6 separate regions of the Mus musculus genome follow, and regions 2, 3, 4, 5 and 6 are each linked to region 1. The links are chromatin contacts, called in public HiChIP or PLAC-seq, Micro-C and promoter capture Hi-C maps. All regions are on one chromosome and are shown on one strand. Each heading gives the region's core, a stretch centred on a gene start, on an enhancer-like site or on the middle of the called end of the contact. The rest is flanking DNA. Distances are from core to core; before and after follow the strand shown.

Evidence for each region. Promoter capture Hi-C pulls out the DNA fragments that hold promoters and counts their contacts. Hi-C and Micro-C count contacts between places; a contact is called where the count stands out from the background. HiChIP or PLAC-seq counts read pairs in DNA pulled down with a chosen protein or histone mark. Capture Hi-C pulls out chosen DNA fragments and counts their contacts.
Region 2: a contact with region 1 is called in a Micro-C map of embryonic stem cells, with 2.3 times the contacts expected there. The contact joins the promoter of Hspa2 here to the promoter of Rab15 in region 1. A contact is called at or near these places in 12 of 39 promoter capture datasets (the 3T3-L1 cell line, the HPC-7 cell line, HPC-7-derived erythroid cells and 7 more), 1 of 15 datasets of contacts at CTCF or cohesin (the NIH/3T3 cell line), 5 of 484 Hi-C or Micro-C datasets (CD4 T cells, embryonic stem cells and regulatory T cells), 9 of 115 datasets of contacts at active chromatin or transcription factors (craniofacial prominence, embryonic stem cells, extraembryonic endoderm stem cells and 3 more) and 1 of 9 other capture datasets (embryonic stem cells).
Region 3: a promoter capture Hi-C map of adipose tissue shows a contact between it and region 1. The contact joins the promoter of AI463170 here to the promoter of Rab15 in region 1. A contact is called at or near these places in 3 of 39 promoter capture datasets (the C10 cell line, cranial neural crest and stem cell-derived epiblast-like cells), 2 of 484 Hi-C or Micro-C datasets (embryonic stem cells and nephron progenitors), 2 of 115 datasets of contacts at active chromatin or transcription factors (embryonic stem cells and extraembryonic endoderm stem cells) and 2 of 9 other capture datasets (adipose tissue and pancreatic islet).
Region 4: an H3K27ac HiChIP or PLAC-seq map of embryonic stem cells shows a contact between it and region 1, with 13 read pairs. The contact joins the promoter of Zbtb1 here to the promoter of Rab15 in region 1. A contact is called at or near these places in 7 of 39 promoter capture datasets (the HPC-7 cell line, cranial neural crest, embryonic stem cells and 3 more), 4 of 484 Hi-C or Micro-C datasets (cerebral cortex, cortical neurons and embryonic stem cells), 10 of 115 datasets of contacts at active chromatin or transcription factors (bone marrow-derived macrophages, cardiomyocytes, embryonic forebrain and 4 more) and 1 of 9 other capture datasets (embryonic stem cells).
Region 5: an H3K27ac HiChIP or PLAC-seq map of extraembryonic endoderm stem cells shows a contact between it and region 1, with 4 times the contacts expected there. The contact joins the enhancer-like site here to the promoter of Rab15 in region 1. A contact is called at or near these places in 3 of 39 promoter capture datasets (embryonic stem cells, pre-B cells and stem cell-derived epiblast-like cells), 4 of 115 datasets of contacts at active chromatin or transcription factors (embryonic limb bud, extraembryonic endoderm stem cells, fetal liver and 1 more) and 1 of 9 other capture datasets (liver).
Region 6: a promoter capture Hi-C map of neural stem cells shows a contact between it and region 1. The contact joins the promoter of Akap5 here to the promoter of Rab15 in region 1. A contact is called at or near these places in 4 of 39 promoter capture datasets (cranial neural crest, hematopoietic stem and progenitor cells, neural stem cells and 1 more) and 1 of 115 datasets of contacts at active chromatin or transcription factors (trophoblast stem cells).

The regions. Positions count from the first base shown.
Region 1 is chr12:76,821,012-76,824,102 of GRCm38.p6, forward strand. Rab15 (RAB15, member RAS oncogene family) reads right to left here and starts at 1,513. Exons shown (of 7, transcript NM_134050.5): 1 at 1,183-1,513. The coding sequence starts at 1,306. It overlaps Gm34988 (a long non-coding RNA gene), which reads left to right. Exons shown (of 2, transcript XR_381699.2): 2 at 1-889.
Region 2 is chr12:76,402,906-76,405,843 of GRCm38.p6, forward strand. It overlaps Hspa2 (heat shock protein 2), which reads left to right and starts at 1,271. Exons shown (of 2, transcript NM_001002012.1): 1 at 1,271-1,384; 2 at 1,624-2,938. The coding sequence starts at 1,629. It overlaps 4930426I24Rik (RIKEN cDNA 4930426I24 gene), which reads right to left and starts at 1,089. Exons shown (of 4, transcript NR_166810.1): 1 at 252-1,089.
Region 3 is chr12:76,546,590-76,549,312 of GRCm38.p6, forward strand. It overlaps AI463170 (expressed sequence AI463170), which reads right to left and starts at 1,336. Exons shown (of 3, transcript NR_046044.1): 1 at 1,113-1,336; 2 at 787-902; 3 at 383-582. The region is part of intron 1 of Plekhg3 (pleckstrin homology domain containing, family G (with RhoGef domain) member 3); the gene reads left to right.
Region 4 is chr12:76,369,222-76,372,062 of GRCm38.p6, forward strand. It overlaps Zbtb1 (zinc finger and BTB domain containing 1), which reads left to right and starts at 1,299. Exons shown (of 2, transcript NM_178744.3): 1 at 1,299-1,509. Zbtb25 (zinc finger and BTB domain containing 25) reads right to left here and starts at 339. Exons shown (of 3, transcript NM_028356.2): 1 at 219-339.
Region 5 is chr12:76,457,638-76,460,641 of GRCm38.p6, forward strand. No RefSeq gene overlaps it. Among named protein-coding and RNA genes, the nearest start is that of Gm10451, 15 kb to the left of the region's middle. Within about 2 kb of position 1,579, at least 122 of the 459 cell types and tissues checked have an H3K27ac peak or open chromatin away from gene starts, as enhancers often do. A contact at or near this core is called in embryonic stem cells and extraembryonic endoderm stem cells, where this site is marked.
Region 6 is chr12:76,323,578-76,326,544 of GRCm38.p6, forward strand. It overlaps Akap5 (A kinase (PRKA) anchor protein 5), which reads left to right and starts at 1,314. Exons shown (of 2, transcript NM_001101471.1): 1 at 1,314-1,412.

The sequences.
Region 1 (3,091 bases), core at 263-2,762:
GAAATATAGACAAGTTTTGTTCTGGCTCTGACTTGAGGAGGGGAAAGCACACAAGGAGACCTTACGAGCGCAATGAGAGGGACCTCCAGCACTCAGTCAGCGTCACATACATGTCAAGGCCATGCCTGCCTCAACTACAAGGCTCTGTTTCTCCAGACTGCAACTACCCTCACCTTCTCTCTTGGCAAGGAGTGTGTGTTGGGGGAGGAGTGTGAAGGGAGAAGAAGAAAGCCTTAAGAGGAAGCTCTCAAGGAGAGCTGGAGTCCTCCCCGAAGGCAGCAGGGCCTTCTAGGAGAGGATTCCTACTGGATGACCAGGTTGTCAGCAGGTTGTTTCTGTCAGGAGCCACGAGAAGGATCCTCCACAGCTGACCAAGTGTGGTACCCTGGTGTCAGATATGGGTGGAATCCCCTCAAGGCAGACGTCCTGGAAGAGAGGACCTTGCCTTGCCCATGAAGGAGAGACCACTGAGTCACTCTCAGAGTGGCCCTCAATGGCCTTGCCAGGGTACCAACCAGGCCTTTGTCCGGGTCTCATGTAGGGCCTGCCTACTTGCTGACCCTCTGCTCTGCATGGACATTTCCGATTTTCCCACCGTCCTTCAAACAGTCTCTGCCCACCCGTATCTTCCTTCTTGCACTGTGGTATCCCTGTCCTCCAGGCGTCCCACCTTGTGACTTTCCCTTCACTACTGAGTCTGCCTCTGTCCACTCCTATCCTGGCTCCACACCGACTCACCCTAAAACTAAGGGTACCTCAGTGACTTACTGCCTGGTCCTCATTTTGATTCCGTTCTCCTCCCTTCATTTGGAGCTGTGGGTATATCACTTCACTGGCTGTGAATCTCGCTGCCCTGTCTCAGGGCACTCTGGCCTACACCCGCCTGTTTTCTCATCTTGGATCTTGGATCGGAAGGCTCCCCTGCCAGAAGGCAGAACTCCCATCTTTAGACCATGACTGTAGGCAGCATATACCCCTCACCTGTAGGAACCCAGTCTCAGGGCCCCAGTGTGTGTGTGGGGGGGGGAGGAACCTCACACCCCTAGGTGTATGCACTCCCTATCCCTGGCCTCCCGCGCCACCGCCTCTACCTTAAGGGGCGCACAATCCCTTCCGGGCTGGGGATAAAGAAGCAACCACCGGGAGGGGAGAATAGGGCGCCCCTGGGCCACCGCCCCTTACCGATGGTGGAGATATGCGAGGAGTGGAACTCGTTGTCGGTGAAGCGGCACAGCAGGCATGTCTTGCCAACCCCGGAGTCCCCGATCAGCAGTAGCCGGAACAGCACATCGTACTGTTTCGCCATGGCAGGGACTCAAGGGGGCCCGAGGGCTGCGGGCGGCTGCGGGCTCAGCCCCGCTCAGCCTCTGCCATCGCGGCTGGAGCCAGCCCCAGGACGCCGCGGTGGCGAGAAGGAAGCGGCCCGGCCCCCGCGCTGGCCTCGCCCGCTCGCTCGCTGGCTCGCTGGCGCGGGGAAGCGCGGCTGCGGCGGGAGCGCGTCGCGGGGAAGCTCGCGCTGGCGGGAGGTGGGAGGGGACAGCTGCGGCTGCCGCCCCTGCCCGGCCCTCCGCCCGTCCCCTGCACCGCCGCTGCAGCGGGAGCGGGGGAGGGGAGCGTCGGGGTCCCCGCGGCCGCCCGGGGCGGGATCCCAGCTCTGCTCTCAAGCCCTGGGGTGCCCGGACCCGGGCAGGGTTCGGAAGGGATACGTCTGCATCTTTCCGCCGACGATCTGAGAGGCGGAGTTGGAATGAGCGCCCACCCAGCCCAGATCCCCAACCTTGACTTCCCGGTCCCATCTCTTCTCCTCGATCAAAGCCTGATCTTGATCACTCCACCCTACCTAGGTTGCCCCTTCAGCGGCCTGGCCCAGCTTATGAGTGGCAGGTCCACCTGGGCTCACCCCTAGTTGGAAGGCCTTCATCAGGGTCTGGATTGGACCGCCCTTCCCTTCACCAACACTCCGGTGTGTTGCGGAATTAACTGTCATTGCCATTTGGCCGCCCCACAACAGTGACTTATGTCATGCCCTCCCACCTCTTAAACCGGGAAAACACCCGCTGACCCATTCATTGTTCAGTTCTTCAGAGTAGACAGATAAATTATCATTAAAAATGAAATCCAAGTTGCAAAATTATTTGGAGGAGGTTCCTGTAAAGTTTTCTTTGGGTCTAGATTGCTAGGGTAGGTTCTCGGATTACCAAATATTTATTTCTGTATACAAATGGTACCCAAGAATGAATTGTCCTCTCTAGAGACCCAGTTTACTGCTGCCAAATGTGTTAGCACCAGAGAGGAAAATCAATCCTCTCTGGGGTTCAGAAAATTGCCTGCTCTTGAGAACTAGTATTAGGGGAGAGCAAGTCTAGTCTACTGGGTCTTTAAAAAGCAACGACTGTGTGAGTGTGTGGGAGTGCATGTGCACGTGTGTGTTCAAGCTAAATATTAGATGGAAAATGAATTTGTCAGTAGGAGAAATGGATCAAGGAAAATGATAAGCCTATTTATTGTCTTGAAATGAACTACATTTCAAGCAATGTGCCTAAATGAAGGGAAACCCCTAAACATGTTTGCTACTTTTATTTAAGGAACAGATCCTAGACTGGCCATTAAGATTCCCAGGTGTGAGACTGCTCAGAGGTTGGGAACAAGGGCTGCTCTTCCAGAGGTTCAGTTCTCAGTACAGTACCCATACAGCAGCTTAACTTGAGTTCTAGGGGTTCCGACATCTGCTTCTAGTCTCTGCAGGTGCCAGGCATGCATGCGATGCACAGATAGGCATGTATAAATGTGATAATTAATATATATGTGTATACACACACACACACACACACACACACAGAGGTGCATTTCTCTGCATTTGGTTTTTGCTGGGTTTCAAAGGCATGATGGGGGCTCTTGGGTGAGACACATGAGTTCTTCCAGGTACCGTGCTCAACAGCTGTGAAATCTTGCCTCTCACTTTCCTCATCAAAATAAGGGTACTTAGGGTAACGATCTTCTTATGGGATTGTAAAAATAAGGTGCTACATAGAAAGTTCTAGGACTTTGTTTAGCATGGTACTTGACTTAATAAATCCTCAGTTATAGAACA
Region 2 (2,938 bases), core at 21-2,520, 420 kb before region 1:
AAAAACAAACAAACTAACAAACACCCCAAAGCACAAAAAGTTGCTTAACATATCCAGATTCTAATCTTCAATTCTGAACTCTTCTGCCCTCCTCGTCGCCCACATTCCACCACCTCAACCTCGATAAAGAATGCTTTTCTTACTCTCCTTTGCAGGAGTTAGGCATGTCACCTCCTCAGGGATGCTTTGATGTTTTCCCCTCAGGCTCTGTGTGCCCCTCCCTGCCCTCTGTTGTCACCGGACTGGCTTACCCCCTTATCACACGACTTAGGCCCGTTTCCCTTGTTCTTTTCATCTCATATTGGGCACCTGTCAAAGTTTTACAGCGACGACTGTCCTCAGCTTCCCATCCGTAAGGCGAGGCGGTCGTTCTACATTACAGGTCTCCGTTTTCCTGTAGGGAGTCCTTTTACAGGAGCCAGCTTCTGCCCACCCCCTTGTTCCAGAGAATACTTTCCAAAATTATTCTCAGATTCCGGCTAAACAAGTGCCAAAGACTCTTTTTCATCTACTTCCTCTCACAAGTCTGTGCTGCCAACCTATTCTTCTCATTCAACCGAACTCCGCGCAAAAGGACTAATTCCTTAACAAGATCACGCGTGCGGGGACGGGAGTCAGAGGGGTGACACTGGCTTATTACGCAGTGCCACCAAGAAGTCAAAACCGCCCATTAGGGCGCCTGAAAGAAAATAAACTAGGAAAGCCGAGGGAGAAAGTTGGGCGGAGGCGGCTCGCGAGCCGTAGCCGCTCGCGCTGCGCGGGAAGCCACCCGCCTCCCGGGTAAGCACCCCGCATCCTTCCCCGGTCGCGCACTTTCTGAGACGCGCTGGGAAGGGGGAGGGGTACTGACTCGTACCCGCCCAACTTCGCAGTCCCCGCCCTGGAACCGCCCCTCACCCAGCCCCAGTCCCCGCTACAGGAACAGCAGGGGCAGGGAAGGCGAGAACCGATCCCAGCCGTTCTGTATTCGATGCAACCGCCCTAGAAGGAATTCGGGCCCCGGGAGCCGAGTCAGTGGCGGCACCCGACACCGAACGGTACAGAAACCCTTTCGGAGGCCAGCGCCCCTTCCGTGCTGCCTCCGCGCGCCCCGCCCCGCGCCTCCCTGCCACACGCTTCGGATTCTGCGCTGCTCATTGGGCATCTGCCCCGCCAATCTGAAAGATGTTAGCGAATCACGCTTTAGAAAAGGCAAAGAGAACGGGAAAGGGGGCTTTCACACTGGCTCCCCTGGCGCGAGCTTAACGCCCCCAAAGCGGCTGGAGGCACTGGGCGGGGCTTCATTTGCATAACGGCCGCCCCTTGGTCTCCCTGCCCAAGGCTGGCGTCAAGCGCCTCACCCAACTAGATATCAGTTGGACCACCGGCTGGTCACTCCGACCAGGCAAGCCTGTGGGAGCGCCGGACGGGTTGGAGCGGGCGGGCCCGGGGACCGATTGGCTCTGAGAGTTTCCAGCAGGCAGGGAGGAGGGGACTATAAGAACCAGAAGCCCCGTAGAGGTCTCCGGGAGACGCTAGTCGCGCTCGTGGAGAGTTGTGAGAAGCGACCGTTGGCTCAGGTCCCGGCTTGCGCTTGCCTCTCCTGACGCTTTCGTCCTAACGTTGCTTTGCCTGTTTTTTCAGTCAGGATGTCTGCCCGCGGCCCGGCTATCGGCATCGACCTGGGCACCACTTACTCGTGCGTGGGGGTATTCCAACATGGCAAGGTGGAGATCATCGCCAACGACCAGGGTAACCGCACCACCCCCAGCTACGTGGCCTTCACTGACACCGAGCGTCTCATCGGCGACGCCGCCAAGAACCAAGTGGCCATGAACCCCACAAACACCATCTTCGACGCCAAGCGGCTGATCGGACGGAAGTTCGAGGACGCCACAGTGCAGTCCGATATGAAGCACTGGCCGTTCCGAGTGGTGAGCGAAGGTGGGAAGCCCAAAGTGCAGGTGGAATATAAAGGGGAGATGAAGACCTTCTTCCCTGAGGAGATTTCTTCCATGGTCCTCACTAAGATGAAGGAGATCGCCGAAGCCTACCTGGGGGGCAAGGTGCAGAGCGCAGTCATCACTGTTCCTGCCTATTTCAACGACTCGCAGCGCCAGGCCACCAAGGATGCGGGCACCATCACCGGCCTCAACGTGTTGCGCATCATCAATGAGCCCACAGCAGCGGCCATCGCCTACGGCCTGGATAAGAAGGGCTGTGCGGGCGGCGAGAAGAACGTGCTCATCTTTGACCTGGGCGGGGGCACCTTCGATGTGTCCATCCTGACCATCGAGGATGGCATCTTTGAGGTGAAGTCCACGGCCGGCGATACCCACCTGGGTGGCGAAGACTTCGACAACCGTATGGTCAGCCACCTGGCGGAGGAGTTCAAGCGCAAACACAAGAAGGACATTGGGCCCAACAAGCGCGCTGTGCGCCGGCTGCGCACCGCCTGCGAGCGCGCTAAGCGCACCCTGAGCTCGTCCACGCAGGCCAGCATAGAGATCGACTCGCTCTACGAGGGCGTGGATTTCTACACGTCCATCACCCGCGCCCGCTTCGAGGAGCTCAACGCCGATCTCTTCCGAGGGACCCTGGAGCCGGTGGAAAAGGCGCTGCGCGATGCCAAGCTAGACAAGGGCCAGATCCAGGAGATAGTGCTGGTGGGCGGCTCAACCCGCATCCCTAAGATCCAGAAGCTCCTGCAAGATTTCTTCAACGGCAAGGAGCTGAACAAGAGCATTAATCCCGACGAGGCGGTGGCCTACGGCGCCGCTGTGCAGGCGGCTATCCTCATCGGCGACAAGTCGGAAAATGTGCAGGATCTGCTGTTACTCGACGTGACTCCATTGTCGCTCGGCATCGAAACAGCTGGCGGTGTCATGACCCCACTCATCAAGAGAAACACCACGATCCCCACCAAGCAGACGCAGACCTTCACTACCTACTCAGACAA
Region 3 (2,723 bases), core at 86-2,585, 270 kb before region 1:
CAGAAAAGCAGGGATAATTCTGCTGTCCACCTGTGTCCCACCTTCCAACTTGCAGCCTCGAGGACCGAAGGGTTAATAGCCTCAGGCTTCGAGGGCCTGAGTGGGGGAGGTGCCCCACAAATGGAGTATTGTTGTGTTGTTGACTGATCTGGCTTTGTTTGAGTCTTCAGTGTTTGACTTCCTGCACTTAGTACCCCATGTGCTTAATCTCTGGAGAGATTTGTGGTCTTCTTCTGCAAGGTGCTTACCTCCTGGGGCTGGGGCCTGGGTCCTCCCCCATCCGGAGCCTTCTAAGTTTTGCGGGGAAGGTACATTTTCATGGCTAAGGCCCCCCAGCAATCAGGAATGAGAGAAATGCAGCAAGTGTGACCCACACGCGGAACTGGTTCTGAATAGGACCGTTTATTGAAGAGGTTTCAGCAGGAGGCAGCGGGCGCTTTAATTCCCGAGGTTGTTGGTGGCAGTTCGTTGCTTGCCCAGCCCGAGCCTGTTAACTGCTGGGCTGCCGAACTCCGGAGAGAATGCCGCTCCCCAGTCCCTGGCCACCTTCCCGGGACTGCTCTCTGTGTTGGGATGGGAGCCCTTTTGAGGAAAGCGGTAGGTAGCCTCTGAGACCCGGCCAAGGGTGGCTGAGTGGGGTGCAGCTGGGACTCTGAACCTCGCCTGGCAACCTCTGGGGAACATGAGCAGCCACAGGCTTGTGGCCCAGGGCTTTTGAGGCTCCCCTGGAGGTTCAGAAATGGAGGACCACACCGGGTTCAGTGTAGAAAAGTGACTTCTATTTACCTTGCCTGGGTGCTTCCAGTAGGTTTGGCCATGTGACTCGCAGACAGCTCTGTGGCTTTTGGAGTGCTTTGCTTGGGGACTTCAGAGGTCTTCTCTCAACATTCACGGATGGGTGGCTAGAGAAGGTCCTGTGTGATCACACTGTCCCCATACACGCATACATACACACATGCATAATGGGAAAACAGTGTCTTTTTCCCAGAATCCACAGGGGGTGGTGATGTTGATTGTTCTAGATGAAATCAAGCGGCACCATTGGTAGGGGAGGTAACAAGTGGGTCCTGGATACCCTAATGGGTGTCAGGCCGGGTGGAGCCAGCACCTACCATCTGTGTAGCTCTAGGAGGCAGGTGCAGGGAGCCGGGGGCAGATCCTTGCTCAGACTTCACTACTTCTTTCTCTTGTGTGTCAAGGCCTCCCTCTTCATGGAGTGGACTGCCACCGGAGCTGCCGTGCCCTGTGTACTCTGTAGCCTCTGGGGTTTGGTAACAGGTGAGGGAACTGTCGAAATTCTGGTCTTTGTGTGCTCCTCGCTGAGGGAGAAGTTTCCTCTCTCTCTGCTGGAAACTGGTTGGATGAGTTTCCTTTAGGCCTGTCTGGCTGAGGCCTCTTAGCCAGGGTGTGAGGGACTGGGGGATGGGAGCAGGTGTTGTGGGTGGAGTGGCTTTCAGAGCTGCGGCAGGCACCGCAGGGTGAGGCGCTGGATTTGACGATCTGCCTGTCTGTGAGGATTTACACTTGTGTGCAAATCCCTAAGGTCTGCCTTGGAAAAGCCACTCCCCTAGCCTCTGGGCTAGGATCGTATGGTCCTGGTGGAGGCCCGGGCAGAAGTAGGGGTGGATTGTGGAGAAGCCACGGAGGAGGAAGTTGGTGTTTTAACTACATCAGTCCAGGAGAGAGCGTGTCTTGTACGGTTGTTTCTGTACCTGGAGGCTCATGCTTAGAATTAGGAAGGAGCCAAGACTGAGGGAGATACCGTGCTGGCAGCCTCACCCCCCACTTCTGACAAGTGTGGGAAAGAAAGGTAAAAGATGGGGTGGGGGGTATCCCTTTGATGTTAAGATTCATATGGACCCTTCCTCCGCCCAGATGAGAGCTATAAGCCCCTATTCCTAGAGGGAGATTCCCCTCCAGCTAAGACTGGAACCTCAGTGGTCCCTGTTGGATAATAGCCTCAGGTAAGGAGGAATTGCATTAAGCTGTTTGGGTGATGGCTCTTACAGTCCCTTTCAACCCTACCTCTACCCCATTCTAGAAAGGTCACATACAGCCCAAACTGGACACACACTCCCTGTGTAGCTAAGAATAGCTTTGAACCTCCAGTCTTTTGTTTCCACCTCTGGTTTTTATGTAGTACTAGCTATCAAACTCAATCTTTCCTTCAGGCAAGCACTTTAGCAACTGGACAACATCCCAGCTCTTCCTGCCTTCCTGAAACACCTAATTTACACATTGCTTCGAGTCACCTTGATTTTTGGGTCACGCATCTTCCCTCTGTGCGTGAGTCGGGGTAGATCTTAACTCCTTTCTGTGGAGTGATCTCTGGGGTACTCCCCCCAAGCCCCCACCTCACTCCCTACCTCACTCCCTAGATATCAGCTGTGGAATGTCTGCAGGTCCTGGGTCTCTACCTTCCTTTCAAACACATCTTGGCCCCGTGGGCACCTGAGCTGCAGTCTGAGTCTCAAGTGGTGCCTTTTGAGGGCATATTCTCCCATCTCATCACCTGGGGCCTGTTTCCACCTGTCTCTGTTGCTTGATCCTCCAGATCTGCCCTGGTTGTCCTTTCTCACAAAGCAAGTCAGGTGCTCCCAGGCCCTGCTTCCCAGGCCTTGCTGCTCCAGCTGTCCTGGATGCTCTCCCTTTAAAGGGAATCCAGCTTTGCTGACCCCCTTTGGATCTCTTCTTTGCCTGGCTTTCTCCTCATTTGTGACTCA
Region 4 (2,841 bases), core at 49-2,548, 450 kb before region 1:
CGGCCAGGGGCGGCTCCGCGCGCCCAGCACTCGCTCGCCGTTGCTAATGTCCTCCTTGGGCCCTGACTGACATCTCCAACGGACCAAAAACAGCACCCCTCTCCCCGGCTACTTGCATCTGTCCCGCGACGGGTGCAGCTGCAGCCGCCGCCCGGGCGGCTCGCGGCGGGAGGGACTGAGCCCGGAGCAGCCCACAGGGGCAGGGCCGCGTTGCTTACCCAGACTCCGCCGCGGCGGCGGACTGGCGGGCGGGCTTCTCTGTGCGGGAGGGGCGGGCTCCCGCGCGGCGCACACCACGCGGCTGCGCCCGCTCACGCACCCGGCGGGCTGCTCTCGCGCGGCTTCCCGCGCCCGGCCCACGTGACCGGACTGCCGGGAAGCGAGCGGCACCCCGGCTAGTGTGCGTGCCTGCCTGCGTGCGTGCGTGCGTGCGCGCGCGCCTGCCTGCCCGCCCGAGTGGCCAAGGCGGGGGTCGGCCCCGCGCTCCGGGCGCGCCTCTGCCACGGTCCCCAGTCGTGACTGGAGGCGGAAGTGTGGGGACAAGTTCGAGCGTCACTGGCTCCCCACACGTCTTGGCGTGACCTGGGAACTTTCCCCGGCGTGTGCAAAAAAAAAAAAAAAAAAAAAACCCAAAAAACAAAAAAAAACCACGGGTGCCCCCTCGGCCCTGGGTGGGGACGGGCAAGGATGCACCGGCGTCTGGCGCGGGAGGGGGACGAGGGCGCGGGGCAGGCAGCCACATGCGGCGGGAGCCAGGGAGGGAGGCGGGCCGGGCGGGGCATGGCGGGGGAAGTGACTCAGGCCCGAGGCTGGCGGGCCCACGCGAAGAGGAGTCGGGGGGCACGGAGGACCCCGAGCGGACAGGCTTTAGGCTGGACGGGACGAGAGTGTCACCCCCCCCTCCAGGCGTCCAGGGTGGAGCGCGGGGGCGGGTCCAACTGCGGGGCCCTGCGGGACAGGGGTCTGACATCTGGGTAGAGGGCGATCGGCATCCAGCCCTGGGGGAGTCGGGAGGATCCCAGTGGCGTCCAGCTGTGCAAACAGGAGGAGGGCCAAGCCGACTCCGGGGAGAGGGGCGACAGTGCTGCTCCAGCCGCCGCCGCCCGGGCGCCCGCGCTGCGGGCAGTGCCAGCCTCCCCGGCCCGACGCAGAAACTTGTTGCAACCAACAGGCGACCGCGGGTGCCCCTAGCCGCCAGCGGCGGAGTGGGTGGGCGGGCGAGAGGGAGGGGAAGGCTGGCGGACGCCGCCGCGAACTGGTGGGCAGACCCGGAGTCGCCGCGTAAGCGGGGCCGGCTCAGTGCGGTGCGGCAGGCGCGGCTGTGCGGCAGCGGAAGTCCTTTGTTGCAGCGCAGTCCCTGGCAGAGCCCGGAGTGTCTCGGCGCAGCCCAGCCGAGCGCCGCGCGCCGTCAACTGCAGCCCGCAGCCCCTCGCCTCCGCCCGCCTTCCCAGCGGCTCCGCTGCCCTCAACTCCATAAAACCTCCGCAGCCGCGCGTCCCACCGCGCCCGGTGAGTAGCTGCCAGTCGTCGGGGCCATTTGCGCAACTTTGGCCGAAGCTGGGCCACGGGCCTGGCGGAGTGCGTGGCCGAGGCGGCGCCGACCGGTGCGGGGAGCCGGAGCGTGGAAAGCGCGCGGCGAGGAGCCGGTGGCGGGGGTCTGCCGAGCGGCTTCGCTCGGGGCCGGCCGTCAGTCCGGTGCGCGCGGCCTCTCCGGGTTCCGGACGAATCCCCTCTCCAGACGACTTCCCAAATTACTTCTTTTCCCTTTATTTTATTTTGTGCTGGGGGGGTGGGGGGAGGGGAGGTGGAGGCGGGAGGCCGCGCTTGATTGACGGGCCCAGAGCGCGCTTCGCTAACTTCCAGCTGCGGCTGGGCGGCCGGTGGGAGGGGAGCGTCCCGGAGCCGGAGGCCGCAGACTTGGGCGCGCTCCGAGGGAGGAGGCGGCTGGGCCGCGCGGATTCCTGCTTCGCTCTTTCCCACCCCCGCTCCTCAGCACACACGCTTTTTGTTCGGGTCCAAAGTGGTAGGTCTCGGGGGTTTGGGGGGTTTTCTGTGTACGAGATCCTCCCCCCCGCCCCCCGAGTCCCGAGAAGAAAGTGCTTTTTGCCTCCAGTGGTGGGCGCTTACAAGTAGAAGTTCTGGTGGAGGCGGTGAGCTAGTTGGGTGGCGATCTGGAGTCCTTGCTGCTGAAGCGTGCAGGCGTGGATCTGGGCTCAGCCGCCGCTCCCAGGCTCCCTTTCCACCTTAGCCACTCGTCCACGTGATCTGAGGGCTTGACAAGACATTTTCCAACTCGGACGGGTCTAGAACAGGTTAATGAAAGTCCTTGTTTTCTGGGGATAGGGTTTTGTATGTGTGTGATCATGTTCCCAAATCGAATGTCGCTGTGACGGTACATGTAGATTCTCCACTGGTCAGACTGTATTTCCGTACAGTATGAATCGCTGCGGCAACATTTTCCCCTTTGACACTGGAATCCACAAAGCGTTCCAAGCATTTCCCCCCGACCCCCACCCCGTTTTGAGACAAGGTCTGGCTAGGTAGCCCAGGATCGCTTGGATATAATTCTCCTGCCTCAGGAAATCCTAAATTTTGGGGTGATAGGCTTGTTCTGAGGCTTTCCAAGACCACTTAGAATTTCTTGAGCCGAAGTTTGAGGCACCCTGAAGTCGACTGGGGAAATCGATGTAGTTCTTATGACTGTTTTAAAGCAACCATGTTTTTTAAAAGGTATAAAATAGGTTCTCTGGAATTTTGTCACCTCAAATGGATATGATCTGGAGAAATGGAAAGAATGAAGGTACAAGAGGCTGAAGCCCAAATGATGGATGGATGGTCAGT
Region 5 (3,004 bases), core at 329-2,828, 360 kb before region 1:
ACCACCAGCACAGTTTCCATGGCTTGGCTCCCTGTCCATTAAAAATGGTCTTTCTGGGTAGAACCTGCCCCGTTGGGCTTGTGGGCGGCAGTATGACTGGCTTTGAGCTTTGGGGACCTGCCTTCTGGCTTCTAACGCGCCTACTCAGGGACAGGGAGCTGAGCACATTTGGCCTTGCTGCTTTGTGTAGCACTGCCACCCAGCACAGGATGTGGCCATGGGAAACCAAACCTGCCCTGCCCACAACATGCAATTATAGCTTTAATATTTGGATGGTCCAATCCAATGTCAGGTCTCTTGTTGTAGAGGCCAGGACATAATCCCAAGTCTCTTCTTGTTCCAAAACAAACCCAGAAGCCTTTATTCTTGAGACTAACTTCCTCTGATGAGGTTTCCCTGGTTCTGTGGAGGCCTCTGTCTGCTCACCTCAGCCTCTAATTACAGCTCTCGCCTGCCTCATCTGTTTCGTTGCTTGAGCTGGGGATGGATGTGAGGCTGGGTGTTCTGTTCTTGCTTTGGAGCCTAGGCCTAGAAAAGTACGGCCTTCCCTGTAATTTCTATATTCCTCCGAGTCAGCCTCAGCCTTACTGAAAGAGCACATCTGCAAAGACCAAAGCGAGCATGGACCCCTCCCCCATGTGCAAGCTCCACCCTGCCTTATCAGGAAAATGAATCTGATGATCCCTTCAATGTCCATCAGCTGGCAAGCAAGCAAAGGCCTATTGCCCGCTGATGAAGGTGCCCAGAGGCCATGAGAGTTCACAGGATAGAGGTTGCTCTCTGCTCCCAGGGAGACCCCTGGACTCCACTTGTAATATAGTCAGCCCAGACCCATTTGGCCTGTGCAGAACAGGACAGCACTCATCCCAGGAGGGAGACTGTGGTAAATTAAATTTGCCACATACTCAGTGACACAGGGTCATCACTGATGCAGACTGAGGGGCCGAGGGGAAAAGAATGAAGGGAGCTGTTGAGCCATCCACCTTTTAACTGCCCATCACTGTCTCATTGTTTCTCAGGTTAGCCACGCTGATGGGGCAGTTTCTCAATTGAGATGATTCCCTCTTTTTTTTTTTTTTTTTTTTTTTTCCTGGTTTTTTGAGACAGGGTTTCTCTGTGTAGTCCTGGCTGTCCTGGAACTCACTCTGTAGACCAGGCTGGCCTCGAACTCAGAAATCCGCCTGCCTCTGCCTCCCAAATGCTGAGATTAAAGGTGTACGCCACCACGCCCGAGATTCCCTCCTTCTTGATGTCTCAGAAAGGTAGGGGCAGGCTGAGCACTTCTGACACTCCTCCAGAGTTCTTCCAGATGTTCCCCTTCAGCTCATTTAACTAAAGAAAGCAATCCCATTAGGCCTTAGCTCTTCAAAAGCAGTTCTAGATTCCACAGGTCAAGAGGCCCTGAAATCTCATCACTTCCCACAAGTGACCCCAGGCATGTGCAAACAGGCACTGAAGGAAGACTAGCTGAGTGCAGAGGTTAGGGTGGGGTGGGCGGAGGGCTGAGACAAACCACTGAGTGCCCAAGGCCAGTCAGCATGGAAGGTTCGTGGTAGGAAGGAGCACAGAAACAAGGGCTGATTAGCAGAGCTGGTGTGAGGTCAGACAAAGAGGTCTCTGTTTGTCTGAGGGGGTAGCAGCTGGACGGAGTGAGTCAAGGCTGTGAGTCACAGTCCTGGTTCCCAGAGCTGTAACAAATACCTGAGATAACACAAAAGAGGGTGGGAGAAGGGATGGGGAGGGAGCGGCACAGGGGTGGAGATTATCAGATGTAGGGAGAGCAGGGGAAAGAGAAGGGAAAGTGGGGGGTGGGCAATCTCTAGGACACCACAGAGACCTGGGGTGGGTGGAAGCCCCAGGGAATATATGGGGGTGACTCTAGCTGACACTCCTAGCAGTGGGGTATATGGATCCAGAAGTGATCACTTCCTCTAGCCAGGCAGGACTCCCAGTGGAGGGATGAGGACAGTAATTCACCCACCAAATCTTCTATTCAAAATGTATCCAGCCTACAAGATGTACAGGGACAAATCACAGAGATGGAGGATATGGCCAACCCATGACTGCCCCAAATTGAGACCCATCCCATGGGCAAGAACTGACACTATTAATGATACTCTGTTATGCTTGCAGACAGGAACCTAGCCTAACTGTCCTTTGAGAGGATTCACCCAGCAGCCAATAGAAAGAGATGCAGAGACTCACAGTGTGGGAAGCCACATGTGCCGTTGCTGAGTGGCACTGACTACTGCTGGCCACCACGCATAAGATTGGACAAACAACCAATGTGTACATATGCAGTAAAGTTTTTTGCAAAGACACTGCCTGGCCCAGGCATGATAATGAGGTTCTGTAAGGTACTGAGAGTATAACCAATCAGATGTGAGACATGCAAATGAGGTATGATAATGAGGTTCTGTAAGGTACTGAGAGTATAACCAATCAGATGTGAGACATGCAAATGCGGTATGATAATGAGGTTCTGTAAGGTACTGAGAGAGAGTAGCCAATCAGATGAGGAACATGCAAATGAGGCTTAATGCATAACCAATCCGGGTGTGAGACACGCCCCTCCTAGGCCTATAAAAGTAGCACTAGTTCTGGGCTCGAAGTCTTTTCGCCTCTACAATCAAGCTCTCCCAATAAACGTGTGCAGAAGGATCCTGTTGCAGCGTCGTTCTTCCTGGCCAGTCGAGCGCGCGCAAGATCACAGTCAAATATTAGATGGAGCTTGGGGACCCGAAGAGGACAGGGACTCCACAGAAAGGCCAACCAAGTCAACTAACCTGGATGTGTGTGGGTTCCCAGAGCCTGAATCACCAACCAAAGAGCAAGCGCGGGCTGGACCAAGTCTCCTGTGTATACACTGCATGTGAGCAGCTTGGTCTTCATGCTGGTACCCCAACAACTGGAGCAGGGGCTGTTCCTGATCCTGTTGACTGCCTGTTGATCCCATTCCTCAAAATGGTTCAACTTGTCTGGCCTCAGCAGGAGAAGATGCCAA
Region 6 (2,967 bases), core at 64-2,563, 500 kb before region 1:
GGAGGCTGAGGCCTGCTGGAGTACCACATCCATGCTGACAGGTGAGCACAGAACATGGCCCATGTGACATCTCATATCAGAACCGCGGCTGGATTACTGTTTCCTTTAGGACATCCCTTGGGGTCTGCTTACCTTGTTCCTCTCAAGTGGGGACGGAGATGAGGGTGCTCACTATTCCAGCCCCATTTGGAGCAAAGGGTATTTGCCTGGTGTGCACAGAGCCTGAGGTTTGGACATGGTGAAACAAGCCTGTCAGAGTGTGTGTGTGACTTACAGGGTCTCAGCTTGAAAACATCCCAAAGCCACAGGCCCTGAGCTGGGGAGGCCACACCTTTGTGTGCACAGAGCCATATTTGTGCTGGTTCCCACCTGAGCTGACACCTTCCTGTTCCAGAGTGAGGACTGTACCAGTACCAGGTTGAGGTTCTGTTTAGTGAGTTTATTTCTGTTTCTCACCATATATATATAATTTTCTCCATAGCCAGGTGCAGCTTCTGAGGTGGAGGTGGGTGAATCTCAGTGAGTTCAATACCAGGCTGGTTCACAATGAGTTTCAGGTCGGTCGTACAGAGCTACACAAATAAAATGTCTGCCAGTGGATGGTGGCACAGGCCTTTAATCCCAGTACTCTGGAGGCAGAGACAGGTGGATCCCTGTGAGTTTAAGGCCAGCCTGGTCTACAGAGTGAGTCCCAGGACAAGCAAGGCTACACAGACAAACCCTGTCTCGACAAAATAAATAAAATAAAATCCTCCCCCGGCCCCTTATTGTCTCTGTACTGTTATGAATCTTGCTTTTTAATTTTGTTTTTGCAAAAGATCCAGCTAGGGCTGGTTACAGGTGGTTGTGAGCCGCCTAATGTGGGTGTATGGGGATCGATCTTAAACCCCCTGGAAGAGAAATACGTGCTGTTCACCGCTGAGCCATCTTTCCCATCAATCTTTATCTGTAGATATGCTTTCTACCTTGTCTTTAATGTTCCAGGGGGGATTCACGGTGGGAGCCTTATAAATTCAAACAAGGTTTTTACGGATGTGCGTCTCAGGAAATGAGGGGTTTCTACCCTCTTGCAGTCCTCCTGCTTTGCTTTAGTGGTCCCTCCACCCTGGTCCTGATGTCTTTATGCAGCGGTGATGCGTCCGGGGCGGGAGCACGGAGGTCTCTCCCAGGCCGCTGGGCAGTCGGCTGGCAGGTGGCTGGCTGAGTTCACCCCGCCCCCGGCCCTAGCCCCGCCCCACTGCTCCACGCGCATTGGCGCGACCAGCTGTCTCTCTCCGCGCTGGGGAGGGGGCGCGCGGCTGCGGTCCCTCTGCAGAGGGCTGCGCGCTCCGCGGTCTCCGGGGCTCTCCGTTGTTTGGGCCCGTGCTCCTCGACCTCGGGAGCAGAGCTGGCCAGAGACCGCGACGATCTGGGTAAGTAGAGGCAAGACTAGAGGCTCTGGGTCAGAATCTGGTGCACTGAGCCCTGGTAACGGCGGCAGACCCCGGGTCCTGGTCACCAGATTGTGAGGGACACGACTGCAAGGTCGCCGATCCTCAGACGGCTCCAGGTGGGTGACCCTGGGCTGTTCTGCCGCCCGCTCGCTTCGCACGAGTTGCAGCTGCTGCTTTGGCACCGGCTGCCTACCTAACCCTTTTCCTTTAGGGGTTTTCTGGGGAACTGTGATTTTCGGCTCCGGGCTATGATAGTTCTGCAGATAGCTTGAAGCTGGGCTATCTATTCCACGCCCCCGGTATTTTCCTTTCTGAGCACTTTATCCTGAGCTCTGTCTCCTGCCATAGGGGCGTCAAGCTTGGAGAATCCTTCCTCCAGGAGGAAGCTTCGCGGTTCGTGTCTAGTGCTGGGAAGGGTTCCTTGCTCTGTTCAGATAGTGGTTGCTCTCTGTTGCTCAAGGGGAGAAGGGTGGTGGTTGTTTTCTGTGGTCTTGGACAGGAGATTCTGCCAGGAAAGGACAGCAGGGACTTTAAGGTTTCCAAGACAATAATGGTCCTCTCGAAGGTAAAGGTGAATCATTTGCAGTCTTAACACTCTGCAAAGTTTTAATGCCTGCAGGCTGCATCCTTTCCCTGCCTCGCCTACACTTGTTGGGGTGTTGATCTCTACAGTGATGTACATTAAAAGAAACCTCTCGTGCAACCATCTAGGCCATTTAGGTTAGTTTCAGAGACTTTCCGGAATATAATCTCATTTGAATATTTCTTCTATTAATACACACACTTAGAAGGAATGATCTCTAGAGCGCTGGAGGCTCAGGGAAAGAAGACGTGGAAGCCATTAAGACTGGGTTCTAGTTCTAGTGCTAGGGTGTGTGAGGAGAGACTGCAAATGTTATACTGGTCCCATCATTCTAGAATTTTATGTTTCTTTGTAGAAAGATGAAGCTTTCAATACTTACCCTTAAAAAAACAAAAGAAAAGCCTTAGCTCTTAAAACGGTTTTTCAGGGTTCCAGTTCTACAGAGAATTGGGAACTGGTACCCAAGTGAAAGCTCTGTGAAGAATATGCATGAAAGGCTCCCCTGCGCCTAACTCAGGGCTCAGCACCTAAAATGCACGGAGCTGTTGTTAGCTAGTCATTCCAGGTCCTCATTCCTTAAGCCTTGCCATTCTGTGGACTATTACTTTTTTTGGTGGCACTGGGGCTCAAACCCAGAATCTTGTGGCACGTTAGGCCAATGTTCTGTCACTAAGCTATGTGTCAGTTTAGTTTTACATGTTTTTCTGAGACAGGGTCTCACGTAGCTGGTGCTGTCTTCAACTCTACTATGTAGCTCTGTGGATGGCCTTGATTGAGACTCCTGCCTCCACCTCCCACTTGCTGGAATTACAGTCACGCGTGGTCACAAGCAGCCTCAGATTAGCATTTTAAAGCAATTTACTTTCTCTTGGACCTCGAGGCGCAGTGAAAGAACGCAGTTCAGAAACAGGCAGTCTTGGGTTAAATCTGAGCGCTGTTGCCACCGACAAG